2 separate regions of the Pan troglodytes genome follow, and region 1 is linked to region 2. A link is a contact called in public capture Hi-C data. All regions are on one chromosome and are shown on one strand. Each heading gives the region's core, a stretch centred on a gene start, on an enhancer-like site or on the middle of the called end of the contact. The rest is flanking DNA. Distances are from core to core; before and after follow the strand shown. Region 1 has its middle 30 kb from the start of SUMO4. Region 2 has its middle 180 kb from the start of UST.

What was found. Capture Hi-C pulls out chosen DNA fragments and counts their contacts.
Region 1: a capture Hi-C map of stem cell-derived neural stem cells shows a contact between it and region 2, with 5 times the contacts expected there. The contact joins two enhancer-like sites. A contact is called at or near these places in 2 of 7 Hi-C or Micro-C datasets (induced pluripotent stem cells and stem cell-derived neural progenitor cells) and 1 of 1 other capture datasets (stem cell-derived neural stem cells).

The regions. Positions count from the first base shown.
Region 1 is chr5:161,340,855-161,345,475 of NHGRI_mPanTro3-v2.0_pri, forward strand. No RefSeq gene overlaps it. Among named protein-coding and RNA genes, the nearest start is that of SUMO4, 30 kb to the left of the region's middle. Within about 2 kb of position 2,882, at least 7 of the 24 cell types and tissues checked have an H3K27ac peak or open chromatin away from gene starts, as enhancers often do. A contact at or near this core is called in stem cell-derived neural stem cells, where this site is marked.
Region 2 is chr5:160,477,001-160,481,779 of NHGRI_mPanTro3-v2.0_pri, forward strand. No RefSeq gene overlaps it. Among named protein-coding and RNA genes, the nearest start is that of UST, 180 kb to the right of the region's middle. Within about 2 kb of position 2,166, at least 1 of the 24 cell types and tissues checked has an H3K27ac peak or open chromatin away from gene starts, as enhancers often do. A contact at or near this core is called in stem cell-derived neural stem cells, where this site is marked.

The DNA of each region.
Region 1 (4,621 bases), core at 1,632-4,131, 860 kb after region 2:
TCATAAGGGCACAGGATAGCATTGGCTGGATGGCTATTCCTAGGAATGTTCTGGATCCAGAGCAAGCTGTAAGAGCAGCCGTGATGTCTGAAAAGAAGAGAGTTTTGGGCAAGCCATTTACCCCTGCCCGCCTTCGTGTTCTCAGCTTAAACCCCACTTTCTGATTGGCTGCAAGGATGAAATGGTAATATATGGAAGTCACCAGCACAGTGACTGTGATGGGGGAGCACTCAAACAGTAGCAGGGAGGGAGTTGGCTCTGGGCTCCTCCCTCCCCATCCTCCCTAATGCAAACAAGCCTCGGCCTCACTGCTCATTACCATATCACACGTTTGCTAAGAAACCCTCTTCCGGATTTTCCATCATCCTCACTCTTCTTGTCAGGATCCAGAAAGCTGTAAATAGGGCTTCAGTGACATCTATAGGAGTCTCATTCTTTTAAAAATTCAAAGCACGTAATGGCTAATGGTAGCATTTATAAAATCTGAGTAGCAGACGCATAGGTATATGTTATGACATTTTCTGCACTTTTATATGTTTAAAAACTTTTTTAAAGAAAGTTTGGGGGGCAAAAAGAATTTACATAATCCAGAGGGAATTTCACAGGAGAACTCACGGTGGGGACAAAGCCACGGGCAGGTGAGGGCAGAACGACCAGGAGGTTTGGTGAGAAAGTGGACGGGGGGGCATCGGGGGTGTTGCCCGCGACTGGTGAGGGTGGCCAGGTGGATGGCTGTGGCATTCGTGGATTTAGAGAACACAGAGAGCAGTGGGTACATGGGAGCAGTGCGATGCCAGGGGGACATCCAATAGAGCCATTGGGGTCAGCGGGCCCCTGAGGTGTGTTCCCAGGGAGAGGCAGCCACCTGTCAATGATGGTTCAAGCACAGAGTAAAATGGCCAATGGGAGAGGGCGAGACAAGAAGAGCCGCGCCGGCACTCACAGCCAGGCAGAGCAGGAGAAAGCGCTGGAAAAGGGAGAATTGGAAGCATCGCTACATCAAAACAGCCGAATTTTGAAAAAGGAAAAAGAGGAAAACGTTCACAACAGATAAAACAGACAAAAGACTGCTGTTCTGAATAGGTATAGTGTTCTTACCGTTAATAAATTTAAAACACCAAGATTCTGATCACCAAGTGGGTAAAATACTTGAATAGATGATTCACCAAAGAGGAATTAAACGTGTTAGCAATCCTATGGGGAAAAAAAGTTAAAGAAATGAACTTGAAGCTTTTCACCTGTCATGTTGCTGGTGTGGTGCTGATGACAGTGGTTTGGGGGATTGTTTTAATGGTCTTGCTGGTGAAGAAGTGATGACTTGCATTGCTGGTGATGGTGATGGTATACAATTGCACGGCTTTCAAGAAAGCAGCTTGGGAACAGGCATCGGAGGCCTTAAAATATCACATAATTTGCTTGCATCTAACTGGGTCAATTTATGCCAAAGGTATTTTTATTTATAATAGCAAAAAAAAAAAGAGACATAATGTGCAATAAGTTTAGTCTCTCCACTGGGGAAAATGTAGTTCCCACAGATCATCCTTACAGAGTTTATAATAAGATGAGGAAATGCTCATGTTATTATAAAGAGACAGAGTTTCACTCTTTTGCCCAGGCTGGAGTGAAGTGGCGCGATCTCGGCTCACTGCAACCTCCGCCCCCCACCGGGTTCAAGTGATTCTCCTGCCTCAGCCTCCCAAGTACCTGGGATTATAGGCCCCCACCACCGTGCCTGTCTAATTTTTGTCTTTTTAGTAGAGAGGGGTTTTGCCATGTTGCCCAGGCTGGTCTCGAACTCCTGACCTCAAGTGATCCACCCGCCTCGGCCTCCCAAAGTGCTGGATTACCGGGGTGAGCCACCATGCCCGGCCATAATATTATTTTTAAAAACAGAATTTTTTTGGTCAGTGCTAAAGGAGAAAATTAACTGGTTTATCCCATAAGCAAAGATGAAAGAGAAAAATGTAATGATCTCAATAGATGTAGATAAAGCATTCAGGGAATTCAAAGTTTATTCACACACAAAAAAATACACCAATAACAGACTGTGAAGAAAAAAGAACCCATTCATAATAACAATAGTGGTAGAAATCTACATGGTACTCAGAAATAATTTTAATAAAGTATGCACCCATACATTTGTAAAGAAAATTACAAATCATTATTAAAAGAAATAAAACATTAATGTAAACATGGCAAGGTGTTAAAATTCAAGTCAGGCAGCCACTTTGGGAGGCCAAGGCAGGAGGATCACTTGAGCTCAGGAGTTTGAGACAGGCCTGGGCAACATGGCCAAAAATACAAAAAAATTAGCCAGGTGTGGTGGTGCGCACCTGTGGTCCCAGCTACTCAGAAGGCTGAACAGGAGAATCACTTGAACCTGGAAAACAGAGGCCGCAGTGAGCCAAGATCATGCCACAGCACTCCAGCCTGGGCAACAAAGTAAGACTCCATCTCAAAAACAAAACAAAACAAAAAATCAGGCATTTGTTGCAATAGTCATACATACACATAATTTTATGTATGTTCAAAATAGTTTATTATGAATTTTAAATGAAAATATATTTAATTTGCCTTAGCTGTTACATCTTCCATCACAAAGAGCTGTAACTGCCAGGGCGCAAGTGCACGTGTTTTTTCCTGTGTTTTATCATCATCATCCTCAGCTCTTCACTGGTTACTGGCCTGGGGCTCCGAGCTGCTAGGCTTGTGGGAACCCCATGACAGGGGAGAGGGCCAGTGGCAGTTCCACCGGCAGCGGGGTCAGATTTGTCGCCAACCCAGGTCAATGCTTGTTGTGCTACAACGGCGCCACCTAATGGTTGGTGCTGGTTCTGACATGCGTCCCTGGGTCTGAAGGGACACCACCAGCTGTGTTGGGCAGCCTGTTTCTAGCCACTCTGTGTAAAGAGAATAAAGGATTCAGGACTGGTGCGGATTACAGTTGATCAGCTCCTTTCTCAGCTGAAGCAGACCAACGCCTTCCCCTCCAGAGAATTTCGACTGTGCTTTTCCCCTCTGCCTTCCAGACGTTAAGGGAGTGGAGTCCTATGTTCTGGAGGGCTCCCTCCCGGCATCCTTGCCAACACTATCGCAATGTTTGAAGCTCTTTAAAAATCATGCCTCAAACCCACATTTGAAGTGAGATTTGAGGGGGAGAACTATTTCTGTAGTCGGATAGGAAAAAACCGCATGGAATGGGAACATACTTTTTTCCATTTCAAAGCGAGTTGGTCAGTGATGCTATATAAATGTGTTGGGGTGGTTTTTAGAAATCATGGAATGTTAGGGCTGGACAAGACCTTAGAGATATGTTACTAATTCCTCACAAGGCATTTGAATGTCGAAACGTCCAAGAATGTACGTGTGAAACTAAGAACAAAATTGACCCAATAATACTATATACTAAAATTACTGAATTTTACTAAATATACTAAAATACTAAATACTAGTATTTCTAGCATTACACACACGTGTTCCCACACCATGCGATGAGGCGTACCTTTCTCCTTCCACGTCGTTTATCAGTTCTCTACATCTGCACAACAATAGACCACTAACGAAGCTGACTGCTTACTTGTATTGACAGTGAAATCATCAACAGCCTGAGTACTTTGTGCTTCAAAATTACTGAAAAGCAGGCCAGGCACAGTGGCTCCAACCTGTTATCCCAGCACTTTGGGAGGCCGAGGTGGGAGGATCACCTGAGGTCAGGAGTTCGAGACCAGCCTGGGCAACATGGCGAAACCTCGTCTCTACTAAAAATACAAAAATTAGCCAGGCGTGGTGGCACATGCTTGTAATCCCAGATACTCGGGAGGCTGAGGCAGGAGAATCACTTGAACCTGGAAGACAGAGGTTGCAGTGAGCCAAGATGATGCCACTGCACTCCAGCCTGGGCGACAGAGTGAGACTCTGTCTCAAAATAAAATAAAACAAAATAAATAATAAAATAATAAACATTAAATTACTGAAAATCTGTATCTTCATGGAGCAACAGTTGTGTCGCAGAGGCTGCAGAGCATCCCCTAGTCACTTCCTTCAATTAGTTTTATGATGTACTTGGATAACAATGTCATGATAATTGCCAGCATTTTGTGCAGTAATTCTGTCAAGCACTGCACTTGGGGCTGTATTTACAGTAGCTCGTTTAGTCTTCTTGATGATCCAATATGTCAGATATTCTTCGCACTCTTTTTACTGATGAAAAAATTGAGGTTCAGAGAAGCTAAGATGCTTTCCTAAGGACACACAGCAGGTGGTAGGAGGTAGAGCTGAGATCAGCAGCTAGGCTGCCTGAGGCCAAGGCGGGCTTAGCCACAAAGCAACAGGTAGCAAAGAAGCTCTGTCCCATCACTGCTCACAGGTGTAATGGAGAGATCCCTGGATTGGTCCCTGTCCTTCATAGTTGGAACCCAATACTTATCAGCTGAAGGATCTCAGACAAGTCACCCCGTGAGCCTCAGTTTATCCATAAAATGGGACTTATAATCTACCTCACAGCACCATGAATTAATATGAAAAGTACATAATACAGTACATGGAAATTTGCTTGATGAATGCCAACATGCCACACAAATGTAAGTTGTCTGTATTACAATATATTTCCCTCCTAGTTTTA
Region 2 (4,779 bases), core at 916-3,415:
ATTATGTAATAATTATATTATATATTATATAATTATGTAATAATTATATTATATATAATATAATTATGTAATAATTATATTATATATAATATAATTATGTAATAATTATATTATATATAATATAATTATGTAATAATTATATTATATATAATATAATTATGTAATAATTATATTATATATTATATAATTATGTAATAATTATATTATATATTATATAATTATGTAATAATTATATTATATATTATATTATATAATTATGTAATAATATAACATTTATATATTATATAATATATATTACTATAATATAATATAAATGTGTATCTATATCTATATCTATAGATATAGATATCTGCCCTATCCTGCTTATGCAAAGCAACATCCCAGAAGGCAGAACTAGAAGTTAGGGCAGAGTGGCCAAGGCTGGCAGGCACAGGCTGGAACACAGACCTAAAGTCCCCAGGCTGTACATTCCATTTTTGCTCAATTCCACTCTCCCTTGGGGTAGCCTCCTGAAAAAGGAAAAAAAAATAGGTGCTGGCGTACTTTCTTGTTGTGTACTTTTCATCCAACAAATACCTGTGGAGCCCTGGCACGGAGGAGGCGCTGCGCTGGTTGGTGGGGTAGGAATGATGCAGCATGTCAATTCTTGCTCCCTGGGAGCTCAGTCCAGGGAGGAGAACATCGACATGGGCACTAATGACAGTGTGGTGTGATGACTCCATAGGTGGCGAAGTCTATCCCGGGGTTATGGAAGCAGGGAGGCAGGAGAGCCCTTTCCTCCTGTTAAATAAGGACTCCACTTAAAAAAACACCAGGCAAAATGCATTAATGTTAAAATGAAACCCTGTCTAAACTTTGAGTTATTTTCCTTTTTAGGAATTTTATCCTGTATACATATATATGTGCATGTGTATTTGTGTTTGTGTGTGTCTGTGTCTGTGTATAAATAAAATAAGGTATTGTCTATCACAATCATGGAGGTCAAGAAGTCCCACAACCTGCCATCTTCAAGCTAGAGACTTGGGGAGCCTGGTGGTACAGTTCTGAGAACCAGGGGACCAATGGTGTAAGTTTCCACTGAAGGGTGAAGACAGATGTCTGTGCTCAACAGTCAGGCACAGCGAGCAAATTCCCCTTTCCTCCAGCTTTTTGTTGTATTCGGTCCCTCAATAGATTGGCTGATGCCCATCTGCAATGCTTTACTGAGGCTGCCATTCAATTCTAACCTCATCTGGAAACACCCTCACAGACATACCCAGAAATCATGTTTAGCCAGCTCTCTGGGCTCCCCATGATGCCATAAAGTTCACACATAGAATTAATCATCAAACTATATCACAAATTTGGTTTTGCTTTTTGTTTGTTTTGTTTCGTTTTGTTTTTTTGAGACAGGGTCTCACTCTGCCACCCAGGCTGGAGTGCAGTGGCGTAATCATAGCTCACTGCAGCCTCAAACTTCTGGGCTGAAGTGATCCTACCGTCTCAGCCTCCCAAGCAGCTAGGACTACAGGTGTGCACACCATGCCTGGCTAATTTTTTTAAAAAATTTTGTAGAGACGAGGTCTTGCGATGTTGTCGAGGACGGTCTTGAACTCCTGGCCTCAAGTGATCCTCCTGCCATGGCTTCCCAAAGTGCTGAGATAACAGGCGTGAGCCACAGCAACTGGCCACAAATTTGTTTTTTTAAAAAAAATTTACATTACTTTGTTTTGATTTCATTGGTTTCTTTGTAATTCTATGTATTTTAGACTATGCATATTAAAAACATTATTTTGAGAAAAGATACACAGGCTTCACCAGACAGTCAAAGAAGCTCATGGCACCAAAAAAATCTTCAGAACCCCCGTGGAGAACAGGTTTGCCATGTGGCCCCCCAGCCCTTGTTTGGCCACTTCCTTGGTGGAAACAAATCCTTCTCAAAATCATACATTCTGTTTTATATTCTTTAAATACATTGAAGGGAAGAAGGGGTGAGCTGGCTACCAATTTATTGCCCCTCTGCTCTAAATGGACTCTTTGTCGCTTACCCACCCTGAAGCCGAGCACTGTGAGTTTCTCCTTTGTGTGTGCATACAGGGCACTGGCGGGACCAATGCAGGAGGAAGGGGCTTCTCTTCCTAGCACCCAGCACGCTTCCTTTCCTTTCTCATTGCTCCTCCTGCACGGCTACCAGTGACATAGGAGGTGGGCATCCACTGGTACTCCCCGAACCAAGCTTCGGTGGCACCCTACAGTTCTTAGTGAGTTCCATGTCGCCCTTTCCTGCCTATCAGCCACAGCCCACGGGCACCAGCAGGAGGCTTTTGGAAGCTTCCTCTGCCAGCCTGAGAGAGGCAGTGGCTGTTTCCTGCCAGCTCAGCCCTGTGACTTGGACCAATTCTGACCTGGGTCAGTTCAGGAAACTAATCTATCATCCATCGGGTAGCAGCCACACCTTCCCAGTGAGGCCTGACTAGCAGTTTTGGGGAAGGAGGCTTCTGCAGTTGTTTTGTAGGGCTGGTGTAACAAAGTACCACGGACTGGGTGACTTAAACAACAAAAATGCATTGTCTTCCCATTCTGGAGGCTGCATAACTAAGTAGGAGGTATGGGCAGTGTTAGTTCCTTCAGAGGGCTGGGAGAGAGACTCTGCTCCTGCTTCTGGGGCTTTGCTGGCAATCTTTGGCATTCCTTGGCTTGTGGAAACATCCCGATCACTGCCTTCATCTGCACATGGTGTTCTTCTCCCTGTGTGCACGTCTGTGTCCACATTTCCTTCTTCCATAAGGGACACGAGTCATATTGGATTAGGGGCACACCCTGTTCCCACATGACCTTATCCTAACTTAATTAATTATATCCGTGATGGCTTCACTTCCAAATAAGGTCACCTTCTCAGTAGGACTTCAGTGCATGTATTCTGGGGGACACAAATTGGCCCCCCTTTGAAGTGTGTTTCTTCCTTCAGGACTCTCAGCCTTAGGCTATTCTTTAGCGGTGTTTTTGACCCCTTCACCGTTGACACCCTGGTCAGTAGGTGTTGTGTTTTACTCTAATTTGGTCTTGTGGTCTCTCTCAGGAGAGTGGCCACAAACTTTAGCCCTGCCCTTGAGGCGCTCCAGGGAACTTCATCATGGATGTTTACAGTGAGCCTTTCGTGGGGTACCTCTTTATTCTGGCAGACAGCCTAATGCTTAAATGTGTGACCCATGGCCAGGCGTCCCTCTCACAGAAAACCTGTTGATACTGGCAGGTCCCCTTGTGGCTCGTCTGACCAGTTTATTCCCACCAAGATGGCCGCTCTCTAGGAGAGCCCTGAGCAGGAGAGAAGTCAGGGGAGACACAGAAGAGGCAGTTGCACAGAGCCCATGAAGAAACAGAAGCAGTTCATCACATACTAATCCCAGACAAAACAGGGCACACTGAAGGGCACACTGCAAGGCCAACAGGAAGAAAGGGGCTCTGTCCATGACATGCAAGCTCAACTAGTGGGTGGGGCATGAGAGAGAGAGATTGGGATGTGTGGGATGAAGGTTTTATGAGGGTTCAGGGTGGTACCTACACATGTTCTACATGTTCAGGGCCATAGCGATGGCTGAGGCCCCCTCTCTAAGAGCTGAAAGTGTGATAGTGGACACTGAGAGGGGAGAAACATGTGTTAGTTAAGTGCTGTGGGACTGCTTTACCAAGAAGGTGACTCTTTTTTTTTTTTGAGACAGTCTCACTCTGTTGCCCAAGCTGTAGTGCAGTGGCACAATCTCGACTCACTGCAGCCTCTGCCTTGAAGGCTCAAGAAATCCTCCCACATCAGCCTCCCCAGTAATTGGGACTACAGGCTCACAGCACCACACTCAGCTAATTTTTTAATTTTTGGGGGGCCAGATGCGTTGTCTCACACCTGTAACCCCAGCACTTTGGGAGGCTGAGGTGGGTAGATTGCTTGAGTGTAGGAGTTTGAGAGCAGCCTGGGCAACATGGTGAGACCTTGTCTCTACTAAAAATTTAAAAAATTAGCTGAATGTGGTGACATGCGCCTGTGATCCCAGCTACTTCAGAGGCTGAGATAGGAGGATTACTTGAGCCCAGCGGGGTTGAAGCCACAGTGAGCCATGATTGCACCACTGCGCTCCAGACTGGGCGACAGAGCAAGACCCTATCTCAAAAAAAAAAAAAGTTCATAAAGACAAGGTCTCATTACATTGCCCAGGCTGCTCTCAAACTCCTGGATTCAAGCTCATGAGCCACCATGCCCAGTGTGAAGGTAACTCTTAAATCTGACTCTTGAACTCTGAGTCTTGGAGGAGAACAAACCAGGAAGAGAATGAGGGAAGAACATTCTATACAGATGAAAGAAATGGAACAAAGACATGAAATAAACTGGGCATGGTTTATTAGGAAAACCCCATTAGGAATGGTTAAAGGAAGCAACGGTGTTAAACCTAGAAAAAAGATCATGTTTCTCAACACGCCGGATTCCCATGTCCTTAAATTGCTTGTGGGCTGAAACCATGTGCAGTTACAGTAGACCGTTCACGCTCCCAGAATGTCAGAAAGCATGCACAGGTCATGTGTACAGACAGCGACTCCTGCATTAGGACTGCCACTTGGGCAGGAGCAGGGCTGAGATCCCCTCAGTTATAAGATGCAGCCTAACTTCTGAGATTTTAAGTGTCAAAAAACTATACATCTTAGGGATAGTAAAGCAGAATATGCATGGAATGAAAAATTGAGTTGTAAGAAGTCCTACTCTTATGGAAACTCAAGGCAGGGTAATAATAAGAACATGTGCTTTGGAGTCAG